Linked DNA regions of Mus musculus: regions 2, 3 and 4 are each linked to region 1. The links are chromatin contacts, called in public Hi-C and HiChIP or PLAC-seq maps. All regions are on one chromosome and are shown on one strand. The core of a region is the stretch at or near the end of the contact, and the rest is flanking DNA. Distances in the headings are between cores, read along the strand shown.

Region 1 (3,863 bases), core at 835-3,334:
ATTAAATCCCACTTAATTCTCCCACTCTTAAAAATTCCATCTAACTGGTATGTAAAATACCCATTACATTAAATGTGTGATGTTCATAAACCCTGGAGTTCTCAGCTCACCTAGAATATATGATTTTTCCCGGAAGGGAAGAAGGGTCCTTAGTCAATCCTATAGCGTTAAGAAATCACATCAGAAGTCACAGTACAAGACAGATAAATCTACTTTTAATTTTCACATGTAAAAGTTACACATCACATGGAATTGGACAGTAGCTTAGTGGTGACTGACATCGCTATAGTGAAAATCATTTTTTTATAGAAAAATAATCTAGATGTGGTCATCAGAATTTTTGGTCTACTTAAGTTAATATTTGAAGATCGACTTTTATCCCTGCTTGAAGGATTTTCCAGTATGTTTTTTTTTTCTTTTTTTTTTCTCCTACTGATGCCTATTAATATTCTTTGGAGGGAAGAGGGCAGAAAATGTCCGTTTCCAAGAGTTTGTCCTTTGGTAGCAAGCAGAGAACATTTTTCATTTCTATGATTTAAATAATCTGTACAGATATGAAACTTCATGACATTATGCTTTAGTGTAAAATGAAGGGCGAGCATTTTCACTTTGAAAAGACAGCAGTTCTGTAGACTTCTTAAAGGTCCAAGCATTTCTCCATCCTATATGCGAATTCACTCAGAATCTATTTTTGACCTCAGTTCAAAAAGAATAATAATAATAAAAACCCCACACACTTAATTCTTTATATATTACACTATAAAACCCTGTACTTAAAACCCGAGAAGGTAGGTTTTTACCATGTACACGTCAAATACAAAGGTTTCCATCTAGGTTAAAGAAAGCACATTTGAAAGGACTCGTAACTGGTTTATTTTGTGATTGAACACCTCATGCAATCATGCAAGACCAGTACCAGAGAGCTGTTACCTCTGAGCCTCAGAAACTGGATACTGGGCAAAACAAAACAAAAAAACCAAATCAACAGCCTGGCCAAACAGAAAACATCCAGATAGCAAAAGCTCTGCAAGGGAGCTGAAAAATAATTTTCCAAAAGAAATATTCCCATCGATTTTAAAAAAACAGACACATAATATTTACAAAAAATATTTAATTAAAAATATCTTATAATTACAGTAGTCTATTAAAGCGCATATACTTTCTCACACTTATAGAACATCTCTATATATACAGGGTATGAAATGTCACTCACTTATCTATACAATATGTAACATTCTTGCAGAGAAAAAGTTCCCCGCCCTGTTATAATCATCTATTTTAAACAATAGATGTAAAACAACATATCTACAGTGCTCTGGTATATTAGTAAAGCTTCAAAAACAAAAACAGTTCCCTTGTCACAATGTAGCCTCTAAGGTTGGATTCACGATTGCTCTTCTACTTAGCAGTCTGGTCGACAACACTTAAGCTTCGAAGTTTAACTGCACCTTCAAAAGGGTGATAAAAATAACCACAGAAACGTACAATTCACAGCGGTCATAAAAGAAGAAACGAAAGAGAATACGTACGGTGAATGCTCGTGAACGTGCAAAAAAAGTAAAAGTGAATTTAAGTTTTATTTTTCCCCTTCTCTCTCTCTCTCTCTCTCTCTCTTGGAATGACAAGACGAGACGACGTTTCTAGATTTGCTGAAGATTTCCCCCCCTTTCCTCCGGTGGCTTGTTTCTCTTAATTTCTGCTCTGGCCCTCCCTTCCTAGGGCTCCTGGCTCGCTGGTGCTCAGGCGGCCGCACACCTGTGGAAGAGGAATGAATAGAGGGGGTGTGTGAACCTTCTCGCTGCAGACTAACTGGCGCCACCGACCAAACTCAAGACATGCATGATCAACAACCCAAAACAAACCGCCGGGTCAGGCAACACCCGCAGCCCGAAGCTCAGCCAAGTGCCCAGGAGGCAAATGCGGGCTGGGGAAGGCCAATGGACAACGTTCGGGGCGCTCTGCCCACATCCCTCTTTGTGGATGTCAGGCCGCTCAGCTGGGCATGAAGGGGAGGGAGGAGGATTGGGAGATCTTGGGACACTGGGATAGTTTCTACGGTCACGAGGGTGTCCTCTCAGAGGTAGAGGAGACCAGCAGAGCCTGTCGGTCACAGGCAGAGGAACGAGGGCGGCGGGGACCACAGCTGATGAGGCTCCGCAGAGAGTGATCCCCCCCCCCCGAGTTGGAAAGCTAAGTGGACTGTCTCGCTAACTGGGTGGCAGAGAGGTATGGGTGTCCCCGGGGCTTTTACGCTTCGAAATGCTAGGGGACAAAGATCGCAGCAGTGCCTGGCACCGGCAGCCCCTGGGGAGGTGCGAGCATGGTAGCCCACTAACCATTCGGGGACCTGAGCGCTCACCTGGCCATCCATCGCAGCTCAGCGGCAGAGAATGCTGTCACCCTGCTTGTTCACGGCGCCGGCCTGGAACAGCAACCCAACACCAAGGGGAAAAACGGTTAGAGTGCGCATATCACAGTGTCGCCACCACCCAGGAGACGTCCTGGAAAACTAGGCAGGCGAGCAGAGTCCCCACCCGAGCCCGAAGCTGGGGAAGCCTCCTGTGATGCAAGGGACACTCCGGAGACGCAGGGCTCCAAGTCCCAACCGCCCTCGGCTCAGGGACCAGTGGATCACCAAGCCCAGCAGGCGGCTCTCGGTGGAGACGGGAGAAGCGGCTGTCATTCCCTGAGAGGAGCAAGACCACCCGTATCTCGCCGCCCCGCCACCTTTCCCGCGATGCCCAGGGTGCCCCGCCAAGGCTTCTCACCGGGTCAGTGTTGAGCGCGGTGAGTGGGGTCCGCGGCGGCGCGACCGGACAAGCCCCGGCCGGGTGGAGAGGTGGCGCGGGCGGTGGCGGCTGTCTCAGCAAAGCAGGGTGAGTCTCCAGCGCCAGCTGCAGGTCCAGGATGTAGTCGATAACGTGCTGCAGGATCTCCACTTTGCTGACTTTCTTGTTGGGCGGGATGGTAGGCACGAGCCTCCGCAGGCGACTGTAGCAGTCGTTCATATCGCACTGCAGGCACAGCGCCGGCTCATCGGCCGCCGCCTCGGCCGCCTTGCAGCGCGCGGCCGCCGCAGCGGCGGCGGCGGCTGCCGAGCCACCCAGGCTGTGGCCGTGCTCCGCCAGGCAGCGTAGCGCCAGCTCCCCGCCGCCGCAGCCCGACGGCGCCTTGCGGCCCGAGGGGCGCACCGGGCTCACCGCCTTCATCGCGCGCTTCCTGCGCGAGAGGACCGCGACAAGCGGTAGAGCGAGCTCCGGGTCCCCGCCCGCAATTTGCTTTGCTCCCCTCTCCTGCGCGTCCGGCGCTCGCAGCACCCGGCGGCTCCGAGCTCCAGAAATCGACCGGAGAGCTGCTCGGGGTTTTGGAAAGGGTATCTCAGGTTTTTGTTTTTTTGTTTTTTTTCTTTTTTTGTGAGCGACAATCGGCCCGAAGCAAAAGACAAGAAAAATCAAAAGCCCCGGAAAATAAAAAAAGTAGCCCACCCTGGTCCCTGAGCCGTTCCCTTCTGAGCTTCGACTAAGGTGGATCGCCCGGTGACTGCCCCCCCTCAAAGTAACGACTTCCAACCGCGCCTCCCAGCTCAACAGCGTCGCTCGGCTCCGGCACAGCAGTATTTGTAGAGCCGCGCGCCTTGGGGGCGGGGCCAGCGCGCGGGCCGGGTCGCCACAAGAACCGGACGCGGGCGAGCTCGGCGCGCGGGCGGCGGCGCGGAGGGAGGTGGCGAGGGCGGGGCGCCGGGCAACCCGAGGGCGGGGATGGGCGGGGGGTCGGGAGTGACCAGCCAATCAGGAGGACAGTGCCACCTCGGGGAATGACGCTCGGGCCAATGGGAAGGGCACTCCATTCCGTCAACGCTGTGG
Region 2 (3,863 bases), core at 461-2,960, 220 kb after region 1:
TTCTCTCTGGTCTGTATTCTTCCTTAGGAAAACAAAAATCAAAAGCATGTTTTTCTCTACTTTAAACCAAAATTATTTGAACAACATTTATCAAAGGTAGTAGAGGAATCAACATCCTCATGGGTGTGTAGCAGAGTGTGAGACATGTCAGGTTTGGGTCCCTAAATCAGGCCAACTGGATCAGAAACTGTGTGGTGGGAGTCAGAGGTCTACGTGTAAATAAATTCTGCTGGGTTTCATGAACTGAGTTTGAGGCATGTGTGTGGACTATAGGAAATGAGCTTTTGTGTTTGAGCCCATTCAAGTGTATTTGGCTGGATGGTCTCAGAGAAGAGAGGTTAAAAGAAAAGCAGGGCCAATGGAAGGGAAAGCTTGTATTCTCCAGACTTGGTAATGATGGACTTTGCACTTGGAGAACAGAGCCCATTCCATAAGATGCTGTTGTGGACAGCAGACCTCATTACCTGGAGAAAATAGCTTTTCCAGGTTAGACTATAGCCCCAGCACCTCCCAAATCCACCCAGGTTACATCATTTGTTTCTTAAAGTCACTTCTCCGTAGTCAAACCTACTAAGCATTACTCTGTACATTTAGTCCACCCAGGTTCCTGTGTCTGGATGGGAGATTGGCTTTGAGATGTCAGCCATGTTATGGGAAGACAGAGGAGCAATTATGTTTCCTTTCCTTAAATGATATTTTATTTCATTCCACAAGAGGAAGGCTTTTATTTTTTTAAAAGTTGTGCTTTCAAGGAGTTACAGGAGCATGACGTCTGGGTGAGAGCTATGGCCCTAATGGGCTACGGGCCAACGTTCACCTTTGCTTCAAATGCATCATTGATGCCAAAATTATGAGTATGCATAGTTATGAGTGTGGAAGGAAGAGAGAAAAAAGAGGGAGAGGAGGGAGAGGGGAGGAAAGGGCGGAGAGACAAAGAGGAAGGATACACATCAAGATTCGCACAACATCAATTTTCTTATCAGCCTAGAACACCAAAGTATTCTGCAGAAAGGACTTCCTGCACAGCCATTTATCTTCCACGTGATGGCTGGCCAAATCCCTGAGTCCAGGATGCATGGCTTCACTTGGGCCTATGCCCTCTTCGGAGGAGGCTCACCTGTGTACTTTGAGATCACGGTGGTTTGGAGATCTCCTTGGCTCCATGCATAGAGACCAGTCCTTTTCCCGTATTGATCTTTTGGGCTGTGATTTCTGAGTCACTCAGACTCATACTTGACTGTACTAGACTGTGAATGGCTGTATCATTATGTGATTCTTATCTCCTAACATCAAGATTCCTTCTGTTTCATATCATCTCCCTACTTATGCCAAAAGTCAGCCTATTGCATTTTTACCCCTTACAGAATCTTGCATTTGTGATTGTGAGCGGTTGCAGAGAGGGAAACCAGTTTCAAGTGGGTGGCCAAAGTGACCAGATCTATAGAGAGCCACCATAAAGCTCCAGACTGCGTGGATGCCCATGTATGCTGCTGAGTGCCAAGGTGACAGAGGTCTTTAAAAAAAAAAGGATGAGATGAGATTCAGCAGAGCATTTTAATGCAGCTTACCTCACTCATCCTCAATTACTAGGGCTATGTTCACTACTGCTTTTAAAAATGTGCATGCAAATGCGTCATTAGTCCATAATTAATGCGGCTCGTCCCTGGGAGCTCTGCAGCAGTCTCTGGGTGACATGAAGGACGCTGTCTGTGTAGGCTGTCCTACACTCTCATTCGTCCTAATCACTGGGCCTTATGTAGACTCCTGTTCTCTGCCACACTTCACGCTCTCTTTTGAAGGAACAGGCAATGAGGTGAGATCAAAAGGCATCCTGGCTCTCCCAAACAGGTCAGGACAACTGTTCAGAGACCATCTCCTATTTGTCTTTGAGCCCATGAGATGTCTAACAAAGTGCCTTCCCGTGTAGAATTGCATCAGAGCTTTAGTCCGTTTGGGGGAGAAAAGTGTCCAACCACAAACAAAGGCTCAAAGTTGTTAGCATATGATTTTGCATGTGATTTGCATGTTAATGGTCCAATGTCAAAACATACAGTCATCTACCTGTCCCCTTTCCTTCCCCTCCATTGTCAAGATGAGCTGATTGGTCTTATTAAAATTAACTCTTCAGCCTCTCCCAGCCTCCACTGCAACAAGATGAAAAGCTGCTAACAATGGCAAGAGATGTGCATTGTTCCCCGTCTGTGGAGCACCTCTCGTGTTGGAGAAGCTAATGGGAAAGAGTCAGTTGTGTGGAACTGCCAGTTTATAAGATGATAGATTGCTAGTTGTTAATCTTGCTCTCCAAGCCCAGCGAATATTGCCAGTGTTGAATTCTTGAAAAGTAAAAAAAAAAAAAAAAAATTGAATAGTAGGTCAAGTGTCGATTCCAAATGGATTCATTTTAAAATTAAAAAGAAAAAAAAAAAGTCTGTGTTCACACACAAGAGCCACTCATGTTTCTATAGGATTAAGTATTTCAGGTGCCTAAGAATAAAAGAGAAGCTAAATGAAGCACATATCAAGTAGAGCCCTTTAATGAGGGACATATTTGTCCTAGGATGGTATTCCTGATGTCATTTTGATGGCTGGAATGAAGATTTGTTAGAGGAAGACGTTTTCCCCAAATTAATAGCAGAAGCAGGATGCATCTGGAAATACTTGCTAATAAGGGTGAAATACTTGATTTCTGAGTCCAATTAATTCAGAAGTGACTCTAGGTCTCCAGCCCTATTAAATCTCTCTCTCTCTCCCTCTCCCTCTCCCTCTCCCTCTCCCTCTCCCTCTCCCTCTCCCTCTCCCTCTCCCTCTCCCTCTCCCTCTCCCTCTCCCTCTCCCTCTCCCTCTTCCTCTCCCTGTCCCTCCCCCCCTCTCTCTCTCTTTCTCTCTCTCTCTCTCTCTCTCACACACACACACACTCCCTTCCTTAGTGATCTGAAGAATTGTGCCAGAGATAATGGTAAGCTCTGTGTGCTGTCACTCAGAGCTTTAAAGTCCTTGCTAACTGTAGGCATTATGCATATGCAGGGATTCAAAGGGACATAGTGGAAACCTTGTCCTCAACCCAGTTACGATTTAGCTGGGGACATAAGTCAGCATCACATGGAAGAATAGCTAAAACTCTACAATGCATAAATCTACCAGACACAGAGGAGCTATGAGTCAGAAAGCATTCTTCAGAAATCCCAGGCCGGGAGTGCACTATCAGCCATTTGTCCACTTACTCGGCTGATACTTTCTGTGGGCTTCTGTCGGTGTAAGCAGAGAGATGCAAGGCCATTCTGGTTGGCTCCTGCCTCAGTACCCAGTAGCTAATACATTCTTTGACTTGCATAGCACAGGAGAGTCACAGGTGAAAACATTTTTGATGTCATTTCTTTTTAATTAAGAGATATGAGAAAGAAATGAATTTTAAAGCTCCCATAGAAACTGAGTAGCTAAGGCTAGACGTGAGCTATGGCTTTCTGTTGATATATACACCAAGTATCTGGAGAAATTGGTAAAGAAGAGATCGTGCAAGCTCTTATAGACTAGGCTAGGATTTTGGATAATGACCACGTGTGAATTCTGAGACTTCAGAGACGTTACCAGCCAACCCAGCCTGTGGCTGTATGAAGTTAGACCAAGATAAAGAAATGGTTGACAATAGGTTAACTTTGACCCCAGTCACAGTACAATACACCAGTTCAGTCCAACATTTTGTGGTAGAGCTGAACTTCAAGGCTAGAGGTTACCAAAGAAACAGGAGTGGGTGGTGGTGAACAAAGATGTTGAGCAATACCTGACAAAATGGATGACAGTTGGGTATGGGACTAAGGAAAAAGGGAAAGGCAAAGTTGGTATCTAAATTTTGTTCATGAGGAATT
Region 3 (3,863 bases), core at 663-3,162, 190 kb after region 1:
GCAAATGAATCTGAAAATGTGCAAAATGCCGTGTCTGACAGAATCAAAAATTCATCTAAGGTCTAATTCTTCATATCAGTATCCAAATTGGCTTTATTTCTTTAGTAAATAGTAAAATTATACATATACTAAAGAATTATTTTAGTAAGCATATGTCCTTATGACTTATTATCAGTAAATACTTTATCTGTACACCCAGTTTTATAAATCTCTATTTGTGAGACTTCCATAACAGTTTCTTAAAGGTAAAGTGGTCATGAGTGGAAACAGTTGAAAAAGCCCTGGTCTACAGAGTGTGTAGAAGGTGTGGCTGTTGGCTGTAGCTCTGGAGTCAAAGAAACCAGGCTGCAAGCCTGCTCCATCAGCTCTTTCTGGGTCTGCAACCTGTGGGTGGACAAGTCTTGCCACCATGGGAAGTGGTCTCCATGTATTTCCCCATCCCTGAAATGAAGGTGCCCTGACAGAATATTCTTTAGAGCCATTGATGAACTTGAACGTTGCTGAGCTGTGGTTCCCTCTTGCTCCCCAGTCGCTGTTCTTTATCTTCAACTGACTGATGAAGCAGAATGTGTATCACTCTATACCAATCTTCTCTTGTACCCCAAGAGTCTAAATATATATTCTTGCCCTTAGTATACTGTAGGTTAGAAATACTGCTATTGTGTCACTAAAAGAATACTCTTTTCTTCTTTTCCTTCCTTCCTGTTTTTCCCTACTTAATGTGTGCGAGGGTACATTTGTGCATGTGTATGCTTTCTTAGTCTGGTCTCAGACATGCTAATCATTTGAAGGTGACCTTGACTGTGAGAACTTCCCAAGTGGTGGGGCTACAGGTATGGGCCACTAATGCCTGATTCCTTTTTCAAAACCGTAGTTTGACAGACTCCCTTCCCTTCCCATTGCCCCCACCTCTCTCCTTCCCTCCATCCAGAACTCACGGGACCCAGAGACATAAAAATAAAACAAATACTGTTTAAAAATGTTGTTTTATTCTGCAGAGATAAAGAAAGCTTAACTTAATGGATGGTAACAGTGATAAACACATTCCTGGAATCTGTTACGGATAAATCTCCTTCCTTCTTGCAGAGAGCAGAGGCAGACAGTGAGCGTGGCAAAGTAAAAGTTGCATGCGCTCTGCCAGTCTCTGTAGACACCAGGCAGCATCTTCTCCGCTGTGGAGGAAACTTGGCTTCAGTTCCTTTTCTGGGTTTTGACTATGTAAACTCATTCCCTGGAGTTCTCTTGGAGTCATGAGTCTGATTGTAGATCAAAAGGTGTTGCTGAAGAGGGGCGTGTACTTGGTGTCCCTGGAGGGGGGAGTTGTACTTGGTGTCTCTGGAGGGGGGATGTCCTTGTTGTCTCTGGAGGGGGGATGTCCTTGGTGGTTTTTCTGTTTGTCTTCTCATTAAGCTTTGTTTTCCTCTTTATTTTTTATTTTTTTTTTATTTTTTGTGATTTTGAGGTTGAAGCACATTAGCTGTAAGACATCTTTGAGTGCCAATCATTATTAACAAGATAAAGATAATGGTCATTAACTATTATACTATATTTACTATATAGTATACACTGTAATACTAATTATTATAGTATATTATAGTAGACTATACTCTCCTTTCTGTGGAAAGGAAAAGGGGAATGGGGAAGAGAGGGAGAGGATGGGGAGAAGAAGAAGGAAAGAAAAACTAGAGGGGAGATAGGGAGGGAAGGAAGAGGAAGAGGGGAGAGGGAGAAGGAGGGGAGGGGAAGAGAGAGAGAAAGAGAGACAGAGAAAGAGAGACAGAGACAGAGAGACTGGGAGGGGAGGGGGATAGGGATAGGGAGGGGAAGAGAGAGAGAGAGAGAGACAGAGATGACAGGGAGAGGAGAGGGGGAGGGGAGGGGTGTTGCTGGAGAGTGAGTCATCCAAGCTGCTTTTCAGCTAAGTCAGCCAGTGTTCCTCTCTGTATGAATCCATCTCATCTGACTCATTCTTAGGCATCAGTGTTGAAGTTCAACCTTAGATCTTCTCATGCCTCCTTCATCTTTTCCTGGGCTTAAAAACTGTGGCTATTCCTCTCCAATGCAAGAACTTGGGAATGGATAGCATTCTTCAGTTTTATTTAGAGCTGGCGTCTCCTGGGGTTCTTTCTGGGTTCCCTGTTATGGCTTTTAGAGCATATCTCTGTGCATCCCTGTTTGAGTGCATGCCACCTCTGGGTATATCTAGTGTACTGGAACTTTCCACCTAGACTGTGTCAGTAGAGGAGCACACAGCCTTTGAGTTCTTTCCTGGTATCCCTGAGGTATCCTCCGCTCTACTGTCGGTGATGTGTTGGTTTGAATATGCTTGGCTGAGGGAGTGGCACTATTAGTAGGTGTGGTCTTGTTGGAATAGGTGTGCCACTGTGGGAGTGGGCTTTAGACCCTCATCCTACTTGCCTGGAAACCAATCTTGTACTACCAGCCTTCAAATCAAGATGTAGAACTCTCGGTTCCCCTTGTACCACACCTGCCTGGATACTACCATGCTTCCTGCTATGATGATGATGGACTAAACCTCTAAAATTGTAAGCCAGCCCCAATTAAATGTTTGCCTTTAGGAGAATTTCTTTGGCCATGGTGTCTCATCACAGCAATAAAACCCAAACTAAGACATGTGGTTTTGCCCATCTCCAGATTGAACAATATAACAGAATAATAGAAAAAGGCAGATTGGCTAACATCAAGTTACTTACATTTTATTTTAAAATTAGTTTACAAATCAATAGTCCCAAGCCTATTGTGTCTCATTCATTTGGATCAGCAAGAGCCATCTTGGACCATTTAACTTTCCAGGAACTAAGAAGTTTCCAGTCTTGAAATGTAGCTGGCCACTCATCCTGTGATTTCACACAGGAAGCTGCAAGAAAATACATTTGAGCTTACATACACTATTTGCATTGAGTGTCTTACGTGTGTTAAAGATCGCAGCTCAGCAAGGTTACTGAAAGAGCCAGTTGCCTTTTATTTGTGGGTTTTAGAATTTAGAAAAGAAATTGGAATTTTATTCCACGTAATGGTGTTTGGCTTTTATAGTATGGGAACAAAGGGACAGAACAATAGAAAGAGACAGATTGGCTAACATGAAGTTACTTACATTTTATTTTATAAAAATGAGTTTATAAATCAATAGCTTTCTCTGTTGCATTTTCAAACACATTACGTTCCAATTGATTTCTCATTGGCACGTCCTTTCTCTTCCATTTTCATTTCTCCTATGGTCTGCTTCCCTCTCTCTAAGCTCTCCTTAAAGCCTTCTATTTTCTGTTCATATGGGCCCCTTTCTATTTTCCTGGCCTTTCCCCATCTTTCGTCTTCTTGGATACCTGTGTTTAACAGCTGGAGGCCAGGATCTGTGTGTCATAAAGTAGGTGTGGCGTCTGCTTTCCTGAACCCATGTTACTTTCCTTGGTGTTTCCAATTCCATCCATTTTATTGGAAATTTTATTTCTCTTTACAGCAGAATAACAATCCATTGTGTAAGTAACCCTGTTCTTACTATCCATTTTTTTTTCTGCCAAAAGATACGTAGGGTGACTCCATTTCTTTGTTATAGTGAAAAGGGCAACACCCAACATGGCTGTGAGACTGTCTCTGCAGTGGGATGCAGAGTCTTCTGAGTGGACGCCCACAAGTAGAACAACTGGATGTTTTAATGTTTTTGATTGTTTCTTTCTTTCTTTTTAAAATAAACCTTCACTCTGCCCACCATAGCTACTGTACCAGCTCAGACTCCTGCCTACAGTGAATAGGAATCCCTCTTTCTTGTCAGGGTTACAACAGAGGGAATGTTCTTTTTACACTGATTCAAGTTGACTGGATCCTTTCTAGCTGCTTGGTGGGAA
Region 4 (3,863 bases), core at 986-3,485, 160 kb before region 1:
GAAGAGACAGAGAGAAAGAAAGAGGAGGAGGAGGAGGAGGAGGAGGAGGAAGCAGCAGCAGCAATTTATTGATCAAGGATCCAAAGCTTTGAGATGAACACACACATACATGCACACACACACACACACACACACACACACACACACACACACACAGAGGCACACGCACACGCACATCATGCTAAATACATCTATAGAATAGAAGTCAGTTACTAATACTCACAAATGACCAGCTGAAGTAATTAACAAAATCTAAAACTTGGAAAGTAGGAGGAATGATTGGGAATTCAGAGTCAACACTGTCTACATAGTGAGTCTGGGGACAGTCTGAGCATAAGAACCTATCTTAAAAAATCAAGAAACAAAAACCACTCTTATGAAATAATTAGAAAATCCATTTTGGAGTCATGGTTTGCTAATTATGTTAATTCAGTTAAGAATCTGTCTTGAGCTGGCAAGGTGGGTCAGTGGGAAAAGGAGCTTGAGTCTAAGCACGGCAACCTGGGATACACACAGTAGAAGAAGACAGCCAACTCCCTGATGTTGTCCTCTGATTTCCACACATGCACTGCTGTGGCATGTGTCCACCTCCCCCAAACATAAATAAATGAACATAAAATTTGTTTCCCAAGGTTTGCAATATGAGGCATAAAATGTTTTCTGGAAGACCCACATAAGGGACACATCTAGTCATTGGGTGAACTGGCTGGTTTTGTGTGTCAACTTGACACAGGCTGGAGTTATCACAGAGAAAGGAGCCTCCCTTGAGGAAATGCCTCCATGAGATCCAGCTGTAAGGCATTTTCTCAATTAGTGATCAAGGGTGGGAGGGCCCATTGTGGGTGGTGCCATCCCTGGGTTGGTAGTTTTGGGTTCTATAAGAAAACAAGCTGAGCAAGGCAGGGGAAGCAAGCCAGTAAGTAACATCCCTCCATGGCCTCTGCATCAGCTCCTGCTTCCTGACCTGCTTGAATTCCAGTCCTGACTTCCTTTGGTGATGAACAGCAGTGTGGGAAGTGTAAGCTGAATAAACCCTTTCCTCTCCAACTTGCTTCTTGGTCATGGTGTTTTGTGCAGGAATAGAACCCCTGACTAAGACATCAGGTGAGCCCATTTTGTGTTGTGCTAAAATGCCTGACAAGAGGTGCTCTTTTGGCTCTTGGCTCTAAAGACTCAGGAATCTACCTGGCTCTTGTGAGGGCCCTGTGCTCAATAGTGTTATAATGACAGTAGCTTGTGCAAAAGCAATCATGTAACAAGAACCCAGAGATAGGGGAGCAAGCTTGCTCTTGTTTACAACAACCTGTGTTCTCTTAAAATACTGATTTAGTCTCACCAAAGCTAGACCTTCTGAGGGAGATTATCAACTCCATCAGGAGGGAGGGCCCTCTATGACCCAATTACCTACCATTAGACGCCATATTTTAAAGTTAAAGCAAATCCAGGTGTACAGTACATGTCTATTTTTATAAAGAAAAGAAACAGTTTTGTGTATAGATAGCAAAATTTGTATATGTATGTACACGGTGGGTAAAGATGGCTTTAATACTGAAAACAAAGAGGGAGAGATGCTAGAGAGAAGAGAGGGGCTACAGGAGATATTGTCAGTGAGAAAACATTTAGTCATAAGGCAAATGAGCAAATAAGTAAACAGTTGGTGCTAACAAATACCTTAGCTTTGCATCCCTGAGCATCCGGGTTGTGTAAACTGCTTATGTACAGCTATAAGCAACACATCCACTTCAGAAAGGATGCTCATGGGAAGATGGTACCTGGGGTCAGTCTTATGTACAAACACGAGTAGTAGATGATGCTGTATGAAGATCCCATGTTGCCTCTACCCTCCTGGTTGCTCTATACTGCTTCTCTTGCTACCTCAGTGTAGCACTGCACACAACACAGGTGGAAGCTTAATAAGGGGGACACTATTGTGGCTGGGGACAGGGAAGCAAAGCCAAGAGGACTGAATGCAAATAAGGGGGCACCCCATGAGGCCTCATCCTTCTAGGCCTGGAGCTCAGCTAACAAAACAGAGCCTGCTGGGCTTTCTGCCTGGCAGCTCCAGAGAAGAGCAGAGGAGAGGCCATTCCTGGGTATCCTCTCAATAGGTGTATTGATTCTTTGGACAAAAAGTGAATTTGGAGCTGGCTGAAGCTGCGTCCAGTGGCCTGCACAGAATGAAAGGCGCTGACAGGGCAGCATTGCGTCCATCGATGCTTTTAGCACAGGATGCAACAGCTTTAGATTGGTTTCCAGGATGGAGAACCCTCGAGTTCTGGCATGCCTTGTCTGTGTGTTGTGGTATTCAGTCCCTGGCTGGAGATGGAGATCAGACAAAAAAACAGCTCCCGGGAGAAGGGAAACCATTTCTGTGAAGACAGCAGGATGGCCTGGGAATAGCAGAGCCCGGGGTGAGGTTGTCTGAGCCCAGTCTCTGTCTTCCCAAAGCATTGCCTCCACCACCCTCTCTCCTCCCTCCCCTCCCCTCCCCTCCCCTCCCCTCCCCTCCCCTCTCCTCCCCTTCCCTCCCCTCCCCTCCTCTCCCCCTGCTTTGCAAAGTCTGCTGAGCTTATTTGCTTGGATTCTTTCCATTGCCAATTTCAATTTTGCCATAAACTGAATATTGTCTGTAGAGAAGCAGAGAAGGAAAGGAGACACAGCACCAGGGAAAGCTTGACCCAGCAGGGGTGGTGCTCTTTTCAAGTTGTGCTGCATATCACAGAGATACCTGTGGCACCATTCATCATAGCAATCAACAGACATATGGCTGGAGAAAAGGGAGCGTTTATATCTGACATACACAGAAGTAAACACAGATATAAACACATCCTGCAGACATACACAGAAACACAGACACACACATACAGAACACACAGAGACACATCCATATGAAGACACACACAGACCTAAACACACACATATAGAAACACACAGAGACAAACACATACAGAAACACATAGACATACATACAGATACAAATATGGCAACACACAGACACACACACACACATAAACACAGACATAAACACACACGTATAGAAACGCACACAGACATACATTCAGAAACACATACACATATGGATACACACATACAGACACACACACATATACTCCCACATACCTCTTGCATGTTTACACATGGACTCTTCACACATACAGCCTTATAATCTCCACAGTGCTGTTCTTATCATTGTCTTAGGAAGAAATGAGTTCTTTGCTGAGGTGTCCAGCAATTTAGCACACTTTAGAAGACAAGTTGGAGCTTTTATTTGCTTGATCTGACTAGACTAGAGGTTCACTTTTGTAGCTATGTGAAATCTAGAAAAGTCTTCAATGGCCTTCCGTGGTTGAATTCTGAACTGCTCGTACCCATACGTTAACACTCATAGTCATCAGCACTGGGAAAATATTGATGTGCATAGATGGCATCGATGTAGGGTTCCTAGGCCAATTGACCACAAATTGGGTGGCTTAAGCAACAGCAGTGAATTCTTTCATGGTTATGAAGGTTGGAAATGAAAATTCAAGGTGCTGGCTTCATTGTTCTCTCCAGAATCTCCAAAGAATCTTTCATTAGCCTCTAAGTTTCAGGTATCCACTTTGCTGTGTCCCTGTGTCTCTCCTCTCCTCTCCTCTCCTCTCCTCTCCTCTCCTCTCCTCTCCTCTCCTCTCCTCTCCTCTCCCCTCCCCTCCCCTCCCCTCCCCTCCTCCTCTGTCTCCATCTCCATCATATCTTTTCTTTCTTTCTTTCTTTCTTTCTTTCTTTCTTTCTTTCTTTCTTTCTTTCTTTCTTTCTTTCTTCCTTTCTTCCTTTCTTCCTTTCTTCTTCCTTTCTTCCTTTCTTCCTTCCTTCCTTCCTTCCTT

The links. Hi-C and Micro-C count contacts between places; a contact is called where the count stands out from the background. HiChIP or PLAC-seq counts read pairs in DNA pulled down with a chosen protein or histone mark.
Region 2: an H3K4me3 HiChIP or PLAC-seq map of embryonic basal ganglia shows a contact between it and region 1, with 2.6 times the contacts expected there. The contact joins the enhancer-like site here to the promoter of A330033J07Rik in region 1. A contact is called at or near these places in 8 of 39 promoter capture datasets (the 3T3-L1 cell line, 3T3-L1-derived adipocytes, cranial neural crest and 5 more), 2 of 484 Hi-C or Micro-C datasets (embryonic fibroblasts and ganglionic eminence), 12 of 115 datasets of contacts at active chromatin or transcription factors (astrocytes, embryonic basal ganglia, embryonic forebrain and 7 more) and 2 of 9 other capture datasets (adipose tissue and embryonic stem cells).
Region 3: a contact with region 1 is called in a Hi-C map of olfactory sensory neurons, with 2.4 times the contacts expected there. The contact joins the enhancer-like site here to the promoter of A330033J07Rik in region 1. A contact is called at or near these places in 4 of 39 promoter capture datasets (cranial neural crest, embryonic stem cells, maxillary cranial neural crest and 1 more), 3 of 484 Hi-C or Micro-C datasets (embryonic stem cells, nephron progenitors and olfactory sensory neurons), 13 of 115 datasets of contacts at active chromatin or transcription factors (the NIH/3T3 cell line, craniofacial prominence, embryonic basal ganglia and 6 more) and 1 of 9 other capture datasets (adipose tissue).
Region 4: a contact with region 1 is called in an H3K4me3 HiChIP or PLAC-seq map of stem cell-derived neural progenitor cells, with 41 read pairs. The contact joins the enhancer-like site here to the promoter of A330033J07Rik in region 1. A contact is called at or near these places in 1 of 39 promoter capture datasets (epiblast stem cells) and 7 of 115 datasets of contacts at active chromatin or transcription factors (embryonic stem cells, forebrain, neural progenitor cells and 2 more).

Annotation. Positions count from the first base shown.
Region 1 is chr13:48,260,844-48,264,706 of GRCm38.p6, reverse strand. A330033J07Rik (RIKEN cDNA A330033J07 gene) reads left to right here and starts at 2,084. Exons shown (of 3, transcript NR_102303.1): 1 at 2,084-2,787. It overlaps Id4 (inhibitor of DNA binding 4), which reads right to left and starts at 3,591. Exons shown (of 3, transcript NM_031166.3): 1 at 2,769-3,591; 2 at 2,360-2,422; 3 at 1-1,755. The coding sequence starts at 3,209. The coding sequence ends at 2,378.
Region 2 is chr13:48,040,613-48,044,475 of GRCm38.p6, reverse strand. It overlaps Gm36101 (a long non-coding RNA gene), which reads right to left. Exons shown (of 7, transcript XR_873365.1): 7 at 681-2,333. A330033J07Rik (RIKEN cDNA A330033J07 gene) reads left to right here. Exons shown (of 3, transcript NR_102303.1): 3 at 1-245. Among named protein-coding and RNA genes, the nearest start is that of Gm36101, 14 kb to the right of the region's middle. Within about 2 kb of position 1,710, at least 6 of the 459 cell types and tissues checked have an H3K27ac peak or open chromatin away from gene starts, as enhancers often do. A contact at or near this core is called in embryonic basal ganglia and embryonic forebrain, where this site is marked.
Region 3 is chr13:48,072,875-48,076,737 of GRCm38.p6, reverse strand. The region is part of intron 1 of A330033J07Rik (RIKEN cDNA A330033J07 gene); the gene reads left to right. Among named protein-coding and RNA genes, the nearest start is that of Gm36346, 37 kb to the left of the region's middle. Within about 2 kb of position 1,912, at least 23 of the 459 cell types and tissues checked have an H3K27ac peak or open chromatin away from gene starts, as enhancers often do. A contact at or near this core is called in olfactory sensory neurons, where this site is marked.
Region 4 is chr13:48,421,158-48,425,020 of GRCm38.p6, reverse strand. No RefSeq gene overlaps it. Among named protein-coding and RNA genes, the nearest start is that of Gm40940, 24 kb to the left of the region's middle. Within about 2 kb of position 2,235, at least 19 of the 459 cell types and tissues checked have an H3K27ac peak or open chromatin away from gene starts, as enhancers often do. A contact at or near this core is called in neural progenitor cells, neural stem cells and stem cell-derived neural progenitor cells, where this site is marked.